Regions from separate parts of the Mus musculus genome. Here region 1 is linked to region 2. The links are chromatin contacts, called in public ChIA-PET maps. All regions are on one chromosome and are shown on one strand. The core of a region is the stretch at or near the end of the contact, and the rest is flanking DNA. Distances in the headings are between cores, read along the strand shown. Region 1 holds the start of Stim1 (stromal interaction molecule 1). Region 2 holds the start of Numa1 (nuclear mitotic apparatus protein 1).

Evidence for each region. ChIA-PET counts read pairs in DNA pulled down with a chosen protein or histone mark.
Region 1: an RNA polymerase II ChIA-PET map of memory CD8 T cells shows a contact between it and region 2, with 211 read pairs. The contact joins the promoter of Stim1 here to the promoter of Numa1 in region 2. A contact is called at or near these places in 5 of 115 datasets of contacts at active chromatin or transcription factors (embryonic stem cells, extraembryonic endoderm stem cells, memory CD8 T cells and 2 more) and 1 of 9 other capture datasets (adipose tissue).

Annotation. Positions count from the first base shown.
Region 1 is chr7:102,263,420-102,270,024 of GRCm38.p6, forward strand. Stim1 (stromal interaction molecule 1) reads left to right here and starts at 4,400. Exons shown (of 12, transcript NM_009287.5): 1 at 4,400-5,134. The coding sequence starts at 4,996.
Region 2 is chr7:101,965,827-101,972,598 of GRCm38.p6, forward strand. Numa1 (nuclear mitotic apparatus protein 1) reads left to right here and starts at 4,017. Exons shown (of 25, transcript NM_133947.3): 1 at 4,017-4,143.

The DNA of each region.
Region 1 (6,605 bases), core at 3,150-5,649, 300 kb after region 2:
CACTGTGTTGCTGAGGCCGGCCTTGAACTCCTCATTCTTCTGCTTCTACCGCCCCAGTGATGGATTATGTATGACCTCTTTTTCTTTCTGAGACAGGTTCCACTATGTGGCCCAGGCTGATCTCAAACTCCTGATCTTTCTGCTTCAGCCTCCAAAGGGGCTGGCAGGTTGCTAGGATTACACTCATGCAGACATTAATTGAGACAGGCTCTACCTCTGTACCAGATGGCCTAGAACTCACTGAGTAGCTAGGCCTGGCATTGAATTTAGGGTTCAGTGCCTTAGGGTTTCCATTGTTATGAAGAGATACCATGACTATGGCACTCCTTTTTTTTTTTTTTTTTTCCTTTTGGTTTTTTGAGACAGGGTTTTTCTGTGTAGCCCTGGCTGTCCTAGAACTCACTTTGTAGACCAAGCTGGCCTCGAACTCAGAAATCCACCTGCCTCTGCCTCCCAAGTGCTGGGATTAAAGGCGTGTGCCACCACTGCCCCACCGACTATGGAAACTCTTATAAAGGAAAACATTTAATTGGGGCTGGCTAACAGTTTCAGAGTAAGTTACAGATCATCTATTATCATCATGTCGGGAAGCATGGCAGCATTCCAGGCAGACATGGTGTTGTAGATCTTGATCTGAAGGCAAGCAGGAGACTCTTCCTCAGACAGCCAGGAGGAGACTCTCTTCTATATTAGGCAGAGCCTGAGCATAAGCCCCTCAAAGGCCACCCCAGGGTGATAAATTTCTTCCAACAAGGCCACACCTCGTAATCGTGACATGGATAGGCAAACAACCACTTTTATTTATTTATTTATTTATTTATTTAATTTTAAGAATTATTTATTTTATGTATATGAGCACACTGTCGCTGTCTTTAGACACACCAGAGGAGGACATCAGATCCCATTACAGATTGCTGTGATCCACCATGTGGTTGCCCAGGAATGAACTCATGATCTCCGGAAAAGCAGTCAGTGCTCTTAGCCACTGAGCCATCACTCCAGGCCCCCGACTTTTATTTTTTATGTGCATTAGTGTTTTGTCTACATTTATGTCTGTGTGAGGGTGTTAGGTCTTGGAGTTAGAGTTGTGAGCTGCCATATTGTGTTGGGAATTGAATTCAGGTCCTTTGGAAGCACAGTTAGTGCTCCTAACTGCTGATCCATGTCTCCAGCCCCTGGTTCAACTTCTTAAATGGCATGACTTACAATGCCCAACAAAACCTACTTACTGTGTTTGTGGGGGAAGGGGATGGGGGCATTGGTACCAAACCTAGAGCCTTGTGCTTGCAAGGCAAATACTCATAAGCTATATTTCTATCCCTTTTCTACTCTAAGTTTTTCTGTGTTGTACAAATGCCAATTTTTAAAAAATTAATTACTTTTCGCCGTGCTCAGAATTGAAGCCAGGGCCTTGGCATGGGAGGCAAGCCCTGTTCCTCTCAGCTGTAACTTAGCCCTCCCAGTTCTCTGAGATTATTTTTAGTTGTGTGTGTGTGTGTATGCAGGGTGTGTGTGTGTGTGTGTGTGTGTGTGTGTGTGTGTAGGGCACTGGATCCCCCTGGAGCTGGACATTCAGGTGGTTATGGCAGACCTGATGTGGGTCCTCTGAAAGAGCTCATGCACTCTTAGCTACTGAGCCATTTCTCCAACTCCTTGATACGTTATTCTCTGCCAGTGAAATGAGCCTATTCAAGTCAAATTTAAGTATATCAAAGCAGGTTTAATGGGAAGCCACTCTCAGGTGGGTTCACTGGTCCCATGGAACGAGGCCAGGGAAGTCACCTAGGGGAGGGGGACAGAGAAGGGGGGTAAGAGGAAGAGCATTCATATGCAGGGAGAGAGAAAATGCAGGGATAGGGAGTGAGAAGGAGAGCAAGAGAGACTAAAATGTCTGCACTTAATAGGAAAGAGCACTCAGGGGAGGGGAAGCCCAGCCCCTGGGTACAGGGAGTCTTATGTCAGGTAGGCACTGAGGGATACCGGGAGAACCTGGAGGCCAGGTCCACTTTGGTATGTTAAACATTCACCTCAGCTGTTTGTCCTGGGTCTGAATCCTAAAAGGTCTCTATCCTTTTTTGGCCACAATCTGTTGATGCTGTGTCCACCTTTCTGCCCGATTGATTTCCAGTCTGTAGTCCCCACCCCTATCACTCCTACCTAAGACTTAGTCACATCATTGCCTACTTGTTCATTTTGTGACTTGAGTTTGAGAGCTGGCTCAGAACATAGGTCTGATAGAATCTAGGTCAGGGGTTCGCCTTTTGTTTTGGCCAATTTTCCAGCATATGGCTGTCATTCAATAGATATTTGTGTGATCAAATGAACTAACATTTACCAGTAAGCTTTTCACTAAGTATTTATGATGTGCAGGTGTACATCTCAGAGACCTCTGAAAACTCACAACCACACGATAGTGGGAGGAGTGGCTATATTTAGGGCCTAACTCTGTAGACTGGCTTTGAAGGTGATACAGATAGTAGCTTCCTTCCCTCCCTCCCTCCTTCCTTCTTTCCTTGCTCCCTCCCTCCTTCCTTCTTTCCTTGCTCCCTCCCTCCTTCCTTCTTTCCTTGCTCCCTCCCTCCCTCCTTCCTGTCTTTCTGTCTGCCTTTCTTTGAGACAGGGTTTCTCTGTGTAGCCCTGGCTGTCCTGGAACTCACTCTGTAGACCAGGCTGGCCTCGAACTCAGAAATCTGCCTGCCTCTGCCTCCCGAGTGCTGGGATCAAAGGCATGCGCCACCGCGCCCGGCTTGTGGTGAGCTTCTTTACCCACTAAACCATATTGTCAGCCTTAGGTTGAACCTTCTAAGGAGTTATTCAACAATATCTAGAATAACAAGAGGTTAAGTTTATTGGTGGGGAGCGGGTGGGGAAGTAGGGTGAGGAAGGTTTTCGGTAGAAGAAACAACAGACACAAATGCTCTGAAGCCTGTTTGATGTGTTTGGGAACTTCCTGAAGGTCCATGTTTAGCGTGGCGAATAGAGTGCTTGTTTATCGTGTCTGAGGTTCTGGGTTTGATATTGTAAAAGTGTACACACACACACCACAAGAAAAAAAAAAAAGGCCAGTGTGATGGGAGATTAACAGAGTGGAGAGAGTGATAGTAGATGACGTCTGACATGTATTTTTATATCAACAGCCTAACCCTTAAGCCAGGCAGCTGTTGGGCAAATCCGTGTTCTGGTCTTCAAAGGGCTCACTCATAACAGGAGCTGGTTTATCACTGTCAGAAGAGGGACTGGGCCTAATCCAGTCTCCTGCCTCCGGTGCCAAGGACAGGGGTAGGGCACGGAGGTTTCGGTAAAGATCTGCTGACAGTACGCTTGAGAAGAGAACAGGAAGTATAGGCTTTGCTAAAGGAAGCCTGGGCGGGGTTCTCTGTTTTTGGGGCACTTATTCTCAAGTCGCTACCATCTCCTCTAACGGAATCAGAGAGATAGGAGAATGAGATGGGAGGAACCATCACGGGCTTTACCCCACAAACCTCAAGAGGGTGGGGCCTGAGAGGTGGGTTGCAAGAGCTACACAAGGGCATAGGATGTAGATCAGGGACGGGCAGGGTGTTAGGAAAGCAGATAGACCTGTTAGGCTACGTACAGGTGACGTTTTACCTACAGTGGGATGGGCATTTCATTCTGCTTTTTGGAACAATTTCTTCTTTAAACACTTGTAGCCTCTAAAGGGCTTGACTAGGGGCTTCCCTTCCCTTCAGTAACCCTCTAGAAAGGGTCAGGGCCACCTAGGAACTAGTCCTTTTGCAGTACTTAGATGTGGCCACCAGGGACCGCTGCGTACGGGAGACCGGAGGCGCGGGTTATTGAGAGGCGGAAGCCGATTGGCTGCGAGGCGCGTCGAAAGGGCGGAGCCTGGGAGTCGGGAGTTGGGGGCTGGGAGCGCGCCCCTTGGCCAAACCTAGCAGGACCATAGTCACCCCAGGCGGCTCCAGGTTTGTCATCCTAGTGCGGAGTTTCTGTCCAACCTGACTTTACAGTGGAGTCCGGAGAGCAGCGCTGCGGCCCGGAGATCCGGACAGGGCAGTAGCTGTCACCGCCGCCGCAGGCCTGAGTTACCTGAGCAACTGCGTGTCAGGGGCCCGCCTGCGGGCGGGCGTTAGAGCTGGAGGCTGGGGTGCGCACGGCAGAGGCCGAGGCCCCATCCTTGTCGCGGGGCCGCGGTCCTGACGACCACCAGCGCAGGCAGGGTCCCCAAGAGACCCCGCCAGTTGCGGGGGGCTCTGGCGGGCGCTCTCCAACAGGTTATTCCGGGATAAGCCGGCTCTGGGGCGGGCCCGGGCTTCGCTGGGGGCCGGGCGGCGCGGGGCGGGCCGGCGGTAGAGCACGCCCCCGCCCACTTCGGGCCCGCCCCGTGCCGCCCTCCCGCCCTCCCGCCCTCCCGGGAGCCGCTGTCCCGGGCCTGGCCCGTGCGCGTCCGCCTGCTGCACCGGGGCACCAGGAGCCGCAGAGGTACCGGACCCGGCGGGGGCGCTGACCTCGGCCTAGGAGTCTTAGGATCCCGGAGACATCCGTGTCTGCTGGGGCCTGTAGGTCGCACGCCGAAGCCCTAGCTGCTGAGGCTCACCGCTGTTTCTCGGGGCGAGGTCAGGTGCCCCCCTTCTCTCCTCTCTTCTCTCCCTCCCCCACCTCAGTGCGGGCGGGAGATTCTGCCCGCCTCCTCCCGCAGGGGTGCAGCAGGCTGCGGAGCTGACAGCGGCCCCGCAGCCACCCTGCTCAAACTCTCCGGAAGCAGATAGAGCTCAGGCCGCCGCCGCAGCCCCGGCGGACCTACAGTTGGACCGGAGACTCCGATCCTTCTGCGTCCAAACTTGGGGCACTTGACCTTCGCTTATCGGAGGAGGTAAGCCCGCAGGTGGCTGGACAGCTGCGGCGCCGCGAGGGCATCTTGCTTTGGAACCGTCGGCTGCACTCCCTGACTCTGGGATTTGCTTCTGGGATCCAAAGGTGTCTACAGCAGGCGCATGTTGACTGAGACCTACCGTCATGGATGTGTGCGCCCGTCTTGCCCTGTGGCTTCTTTGGGGGCTCCTTCTGCATCAGGGCCAGAGTCTCAGCCATAGTCACAGTGAAAAGAATACAGGAGCTAGCTCCGGGGCGACTTCTGAAGAGTCTACCGAAGCAGGTAAAGAAGGCCTTGCGGCGGGCTGGACTGGGCTGGGGGCTTGATTGACTCAAGACTGAGTGGCCCGAAGTGGGCACGTTGGAATCTCCGCACATGTGAGATACACCATAACACTGTGTAGTCTCAGTAGTCCAAGAAGTTCTTTCGTGTAGTAGTCATGCCTAATGTTAGTATTTCCCCAGAGCAACTTTCCTTATCCCTCCTCCGGAAGGTAGTGAGAAGCCTCATGGGGACACCTTGACTTTTTAGATCAGTAAGGTTGAGGCCCCATTCAGGACTTCTTGTCTGGAAGAGTAGCCTTCTCAGATGTTAAAATTCCTTTTAGCCAGTTTTATCACTTGAGGTATAAGGGGGTGTGTGGCAATGGTGGGTTGAGGCCACTCGGGATGGGCAGGGAAGATCAGGGCAGGGCTGGGTCTGTTTTTCTACAGCTTGGTGTTCAGGTGTGCCTTTCTGTTCTAACCACCGTGAGAACCACCGTAGTCCCTCCTTTCCCTTAGGAAATCTGTCTTTTGCTTGTGCCCATGTGAAATATCAAAGCAAGTCCTTAGATGGAATCCTGTTTACCACTAGGGACTTAAATGGCCCTTTCTTGACTTCTCGGTAATAAAAAATCCTGGGACCACTTGTTGACTTAATCCGTTTCTTCTGACTGATGAGAGTAAGGATTCCATGTTATTATTTTTAATCTGTCCTTATTTTCCCTGTATACTTACAGAGCTTTGTTTAGCAGTAGTAGCTCTGGCCAATACTTTTGCAGTAGAAAGGAACCTTTAAAAAAAATACAATTAATTTACACAAAGTTTAGAAGCTCACCAGTTCTCTTTTTCTGTTTTTCACACCCTGTCACTACAATCTGCCCCAGACTGTAGCCTGAAGGGTTGGGGACAGAAGACTAGTTAGGGTGTTTGAGGATAGGCAAGTTCAGAGAGGGGATGTCTCAGTGGGTATCTGCTGATACAAGCAGGGAAAGAATATAAAATATGGCGGTGAAGTCTTTTATGGATTGCATTAGTGGTAGACTTTTTCTTGGGCTGCCCTCTTTCAGCTTTTTTGACTTGGTTGTCTGAAATTTTAGGTGTTTCAAGGGCTGATTTGTAGGTGAGGCCAGGACTGTCCCTTATACAAGCATGGAGTTAGGGCTGTTGCTTTTAGGATTGGTCATTCCTGCATCTCCATAGGAAATCTCCTAGGCCTCTGAAACTTAGCTTAAATTTGTTTCCCCCCATTGGGCTATGAATGGAAAAATTGGTTGAACTGTGAAGTAACCCTGAGTAGTCTTTCTGCAGTCCCAGTGACAGACATCCTGGTTTATAATTGATCATTTATCCTCTTGTTTTCACTTCAGAATATGTGTGTATGACATAAAATCAATCTTTCTGAGAGCTGTTTGGTATGTCAGATCTAAACTAAAAGAATGCAGCTTCGAGTTTTAGGCATTAGCAAGCCTTTAGGAAGTTGACTGTAGGTC
Region 2 (6,772 bases), core at 2,767-5,266:
GAGCTTTTAAAACAGCCACATGCAGTGTGTTCTGGTCTTCACTCTGCCACTTGATATCCTGGCATAATAAATGCTGCTGCTGTTACTGTAATTAATAGTGCTAAGGCACTATACTAAACACTTGCCATGCTTTGTTTTTTAATCTGCACGTTAACTCAATGAGGTAAATAAATACTATGGTTATCTCTATTTTAGAGAAAATGATCTGAGAATTAAAAAGATTAAATAACTTGTCTAAGGTCACCTGGCTAGTAAATGTTAGAACCAACAATCTGGATCTAGGGCTCATTTGTAGCTGACCCTAGAGCCCTTCGTCTACATAAAACATTCCATCTAAAATTACATACATCTAAAATTGCCTGGCAGGGTGGAGAGTTTGGGTAAGGGCATAAGTGTAGTAGGAAGTAAAACTGGAGCCAGGTTATAGAGGCCTTGGAATAGTATTATTTATACTAGAATCACCCCAGTTCTGGGGGGCCTCCGGGGAATTACTCTCTCATTTTTCATTGCTAAGGATGGAACCAAAAGCCTCACATATGCGAGGCAGTGTTCACCACTGAGTTATATCATAGCCTATTCCCTGTCATTTCTTTAAACTGTGACAAAAGGATAGTATACATTAAAACTTATAACACTGACATTTTAAAAAAAGATTTATTTATTTTATGTATATGAGTACACCGTGGCTGTCTATCTTCAGATACGTTAGAAGAGGGCATTGGATTCCACTACAGATGGTTATGAGCCACCATGTGGTTGCTGGGAGTTGAACTCAGGACCTCTGGAAGATCAGTCAGTGCTCTTAACCATTGAGCCATCTCTTCAGCCCAACACTGACATTTTAAACAAGAATAATAAAATGAATACCAAATTGCTGCAGCCTACTGGCTACAATGGGAGATGGAGTATTACCAGACCCTTTGAACAACTGTGTGCTTCTAACTTACTACCACTCTTCAGCTTCTATCAGAACTCACTCCTCCTGCATTGTGAGTTCTTCCAAAACCCCTTTCTTTATCCCCACCCCACCCCGCCCCTTTTGGTGGGGTAATGAGTGCCTTGTAGAACCAGGCAGGAGCCAAGTGATCTTTCTTGGTTGAGAAGAAAGAGAAGTGGAGAAACTAGCCACACTTCCTGGGTAGCCCATAAGTTAGTTGGCCTCGAAGTGTAAGGACTTGGCAGGGAAATTCTAGAGGAGATTTCAAGCCTTCTACAGCAGTGGTTCAACTGGAACGTGTTACCTTGTGTTTAGAGCAGGGGCAAGATGGAGAGATACAGTATCTACTCTGTCTTCACTGTGAAGTTTCAGGACTCACAGTACCAAGTGGAACTGCAGAGACTGGTGGGCAGTTTAGCAACCCTCTTATTTTCATCCCATACAATTTTAGGGTGTGCCAGTCTTTAACTATTTTTGCCATTTCTTTTCATAAAATGTGAACATTTGTATTTGTGGTAGTCCTTTGAATAGAAGCCGTCCTTTCTGCTAATAGCAGTTGCTAAGTACAGACTACAGAGGGATGGTGAGAACAGGCTGTAGGTTTGAGAGAGCAATGTGTCTGCAGTCTTGGGTATGGATCTCACCAACACCTCATCCCCTCTACTCAGCACACACATTCTTTTAGTAGCCAGAGACTGTGTTTGGAAAGCTGCCATACAAATGTAGTTCAGTGGAACAGATTTAATGAGCTTTAGTAAGCTAGGGACTATGGCTGATCATAGAGAGGGAACTGGGGTATGTCCTTAAGGAGTTGTCATTCTAGATGAAAGAGACTTTCACAAAAATATATATAAAACCATTTCTTGAGCTTTGTACATGATTAGCATAATTTTTAAACACTAAAATCATGTTTTTGTGTGTGTCAGAGAACAGCTGTTGGGAGTGAGTTCTTGTCTACCATGTAGATCCTAGGTCTTCAGACCAGATCATGCATATCTCCTGAGCCATTGTGTCTTTTTGTACATGGTTATTAAAAATAAATCCAATCACTGGGTGTGGTGGCACACACCTTTAATCCCAGCACTTGGGAGGCAGAGGCAGGCGGATTTCTGAGTTCGAGGCCAGCCTGGTCTACATAGTGAGTTCCAGGACAGCCAGGGCTATACAGAGAAACCCTGTCTCAAAAAAACCAAAATAAGTAAATAAATAATAAAAAAATAAATCCAACCATAAAAACATACATACAGTGTAGGAAGTCCCCAAGTGATTGTCCCCAGTAATCCACTACTGTTACCAGTTTAATATTGGAGGGATTGAGATTTGAAGTGTGCCTATAAAGTAAAAGCCGAGAGAGGAACTGGTGGGGAAAAGGCGGTCACACTGAAGGTACCATCCTGTTCCAGGAGGAATATCTCTAGCTTCTTTAGCACTGGTAAACCTTCTGCTGGGACACCCTGGTGACAGAGACCAACCTTTGTGAAGCATCCACTAGCACCTTCTGTGCTAAAAGTCAGTGTGTTGGGCACCTTGCGAATGTTACTGAGTTCATGCTTGTACTCTTAAAGCAGAGGAGGCTATGCTTTCATCTAGGAATCTGAGGAATCCTTGCCAGGGTTATGTAGTTAGCTGCAAGTGATTTGTGATATGTATGTAAGATAGTCACTTTGTGGCTTAGCTTCCTCATGTCTACAGTTGAGTGGTAGGGCTGGAGAGATGGCTCAGCGATTAAGAGCACCTGACTGCTCTTTCCGAGGTCCTGAGTTAAATTCCTAGCAACCACATGGTGGCTCACATCTGTAATGGGATCCAGTGCCCTCTTCTGGTGTGTCTGAAGACAGTGACAGTGTATTCACATAAATAATAAGTCTTTTTAAAAAAGTCATCTTAAAGTTGAGTGGTAATTTACCTGCTTCATAAAGAGGTGTTGAAGCCTAATGAAATGATGCCCAATAGGTCAGTAGGATGGTTTGAGGCATGTTAGTAGGTTCTTAGTAAGCATTAGCTACTATCTATTATATCCTGTTTCTTCTTCAGACCCCCATCTCCTCCTCACATGTGATTCACATATGCCATGTACTTTCTTCCCGGTACAGTTGCTCCTCCTAGTTTTGTCTTGTTTGAGATAGGCTGTTACTCTGCCTTGGCTGGGCTGGAACTCTAGTAGTGAGTGGATCAGGCTGGCCTTCTGCTCCAACCTCCCACTTGCCAGGACTGTAAGCACACAGCACCATGGTGGCTTTGAGTCTCCTGCTTTTTGTCAGCTTCTTTCTCCTCAATGCTTCTCATTCCTCTTTTAACTATTCTCTACCATCCGTGTCCTCAACACCTTCCTATCTATTGGGTAGCCTCCTAGCTCACCTTGCTGCCAGAGAACCATTTTGTCAGGTTAATCTGGCTCATACCACAGCTCTCTGTTAAAACCATCCCAGATCCTTTATTTGAATCCTTGAAGTTCAAGATTTCCCAATTCTGACCTCAGTTCACCTTTGACACCTGGTCTCTCACTGCTACCACACCTTTCTGCTTTCTTCTCCCTTTCCCGAGAGGAAAAATTTGATTTTGTGCTTGAAGATCCAGATTAAAATATTACTTCAGTTTTCTAATCCTTCCCTCATCTAAACTGGTTAGTTTCCTTACATCTTTTATATGAGTTAACATGTACCATCTTGGGATAAAACTTGTAGTCACTTCTGATCTGTGGAATTGTAACCCTAGCTCAGACGTTGGGTATAATTCTTGTATGGGTATTAACAATATTTAATAGCAATACATTACACATACTTCATTAAATGTTTCTAGTTGTAAAGTGAGGGAATTCCTTTAACTATCCCAGGAGGTGTCCAGTGGGTGGCAACGCTGTCGAGATCTTGTCTGAGTGTGACATTTCTTTTAGTCATATAGTTGCAGCAGACTCTGAGGATGATGAGTCCCTGTGCCTGTTGAGGGCTCTAGCCAGCGCCTGCCATACTCAGAACTGTGCCTTGGCCCCTCGGCCCCTCCCCACAAATGCCCACAGGAACAGCGGATTAGGTTCTGGCAGCACAGCTGGGATTTTGGCGGCCATTCCAGTCAACAATAGCGCAGCTATCGGGACAGAAGAGCGAGGCCTACGCTCCGCGGCTAGAAACTGCCTGGGCCGCTCGTTTGGGTGGAGGAGTGGGAGGAGCAGGCACACAGCATGGCATCTTGGCCTTGCTACGCAGAAGGTAGGGGCTGAAGAGATTCCCTGCGGAGAACAGGCTAGGGTGGCCAAGTCCTAGGGCGGGCAGGCGGGCGGGCAGGCAGGGCGCTCTGAGGAGGCCTGCGCTTTGTGTGGCGGGGAGCCGGCGGGCGGCCGTGCGCCTGCAGACACGCCCCCCTCGCCGCGCCGCAGGAAGCTGCCCCTGTACAAGGCCTGCGCCGTGCGGCTCCCCTGCGCTCGGCTCCCAGGCTTCCTCTGCGCCGGGCGCCTTTCCCGCCAGGGGCTGGCCGTGGGTTCGGCGGCTCTGGGCCTGCCCGATAGGGCTGGTCTCGGAGGTGGACAGGCCGTCACTGCTACTGCCTTAAGCCCTGCTGGAAAGCAGCGAAGGGGGAGTGTCCTGGCCATCTCAGGTTGGTGAGGCCGGCCACCGCGGGTGCGTTTTTGTGTGTTTACGCCACAGCCTCCAGCCCTTGCTGCGCGTGCTCTCCCTTCAGCAATGGAGCCTGCGGGCTTGCGCCCTAGCCACTCTCCCCGCCCCCGCACGTCCTGCTCAGTTTTTAGGGCACGGGCAGGCTTCACCTGGGTCCTCCTGGTAGGCGTCGTCCCCCCCCCGTCCCCCCCCCCCGAGCTCTTGGCTTCGCTGTTGCTCCCAGACCGCGCGGAAGCTCGCTGTGCCTTTAAAGAAAGCAGACTCCTGGCTGTGACGCACTTCTGGCTGTCAGCCAGGAAGATTGCTTCTGCCTGGCCGACTGAGAAGAAACCCAACAACTTTTCTTTTGTGTGTGGGGTTACTTTCCACTGCCCCCCCCTACCCCTGTCCTTTCAAGATTTAAATGCTAATGGCGGATTAAAACCTGTAGATACGTTTGGCTTTAGGAGTCCGGTAAGGCCCCCAGCACTAAGACTTTTTCTCCCTCACTCTTTCTCGGGTTAGTTTTGTTTTGTTTTGTTTTTTCAAAAAAATGGACGAGAGGGTGGGGTGGTTCATCCCCCTCACCTCCCTTTGCTGCGCCATCCTTAGAGGGGAGGGAGAGGAAAGGGAGAGCAAGTAAACACTGAGAAACAGGCGCTGGCCCTGCGCAGAGCTTGCCAACATCCGGGAGTTGGCGCCTTTCTTTCCCCTCATAGATGTCAGCGTGTTTTTGTTTGGAGGGAGTAATGTGTGCGCCTGTCCTAGAGCTATAGAGACGGCCCAGTAGAGGGCTTCCCTGTTTCCTTGTGTGGTCCTAGATGTTTTTGCGGTGTTGGACAATGAAAACGTGTCTTTTTTTATTTTTTATTTTTGTCAGCTGCCAGGGATCTGAGTGTGTGAATGTAGTGGTTGGGGATAGGTGCTGATGAACTGCCCCAGAGGGCTGTGTATGTGCGCTTGCGCAGGCACTTCACACAGTATCTGCCTGTAGGCCGCAGTCTAGTTCATGATTGCAACTTTTCTGCTAACATTTTTCCGATCATGACCTTACGAATATGGGGGAAAGGACTAGGTGTCAGTACTGTTAGCTCTGATTAAGCCCGGCAATGTGAAAATAGACTGACCTCAACAGAAGCAGATTGTCCTTTAATTAGAACAATGAAGGGCAGCAGGCTCTCTGGGGAGTGGAGGCTGAAGAGATACAAAGGGCTTGGGGTTTTATAGGGCAGAAAAGGGAACTTTTGAAGGTTGGCGATTGCATCTGCAGATCTGTACTCTGCAGTCTCAAAACTGTAAATACTCAAGGGTTGGTGTTTGGACTTTCTTGTCAGGAGCGTCCCTGTTCCTAGGTGTTATGGGCCTACTTACTTCTGGGGGCTTCTCAGTCCTCCTGAGGCTTTTAGGTCATTAAAAAACTCTTTGCCTCCTCCTCTTTCCCCTTTTTCTCCTCTTGATTATGTGGCCTTACCTGCCCTAGAACTCAGAGCCATCTTCCTGCCTCAGCCTTTCAAAGTGCTCTAGAGGTGGGAGTCACCAAGGACGATTTTTTTTTTAAAGAAACAACGGAATGTGGGGTTTTCCTGAAGTCTTTTCATTCCTTTCCAGATTCTCAGGACTCTGAGTCAGAAATCTAGGTTACAAAGAGAGTGGTGTATGTGCAGAGGGAGAGGCCTGAGCTGAAAGTTAGTGCCTTAGAGCAAGTAGAGAATTCATCCAGTAACTTCATTTGCTTTTGATTGCAGAAATGCTGAGAAACAATTGACTTGTCCACACAGCCTACTCAGGGCTTTCCCCCATAATAGAGAAAAGATAATGCTTTTCTTGGCCTTTTTTCCCCCTTTTTTTCTTTTGGTATGAATGGTGGTGGTGCACATCTTTAATCTCAGCACTTGGGGGGCAGAAGCAGGCAGATCTCTGAATTGGAGCCCAGTCTGGTCTACAGAGCAAGTTCTAGGATAGTCAGGTTTACACAGAGAACACCTGTCTTGAAAAAAACTAAAGGAAAACCATCTCAAAACAACTCAGCCCCTTTGTTAGCCAGAGGACACACCAGCAAGACAGCTCCTTTTGTTGTTTGGGATTTAATTTTTGTTTGTTTTTCTTTTTTCTTTTTTTGATTTCCTTTCTTTTTTAATTAATCATTCTATTCCTTTACATCTCAAATGATATCCCACTTGCCTGTTACCCTCCACAAATCTCTCCATCCTGCATCCATCCTGTACCCCCTCTCCTTTGCCTCCAT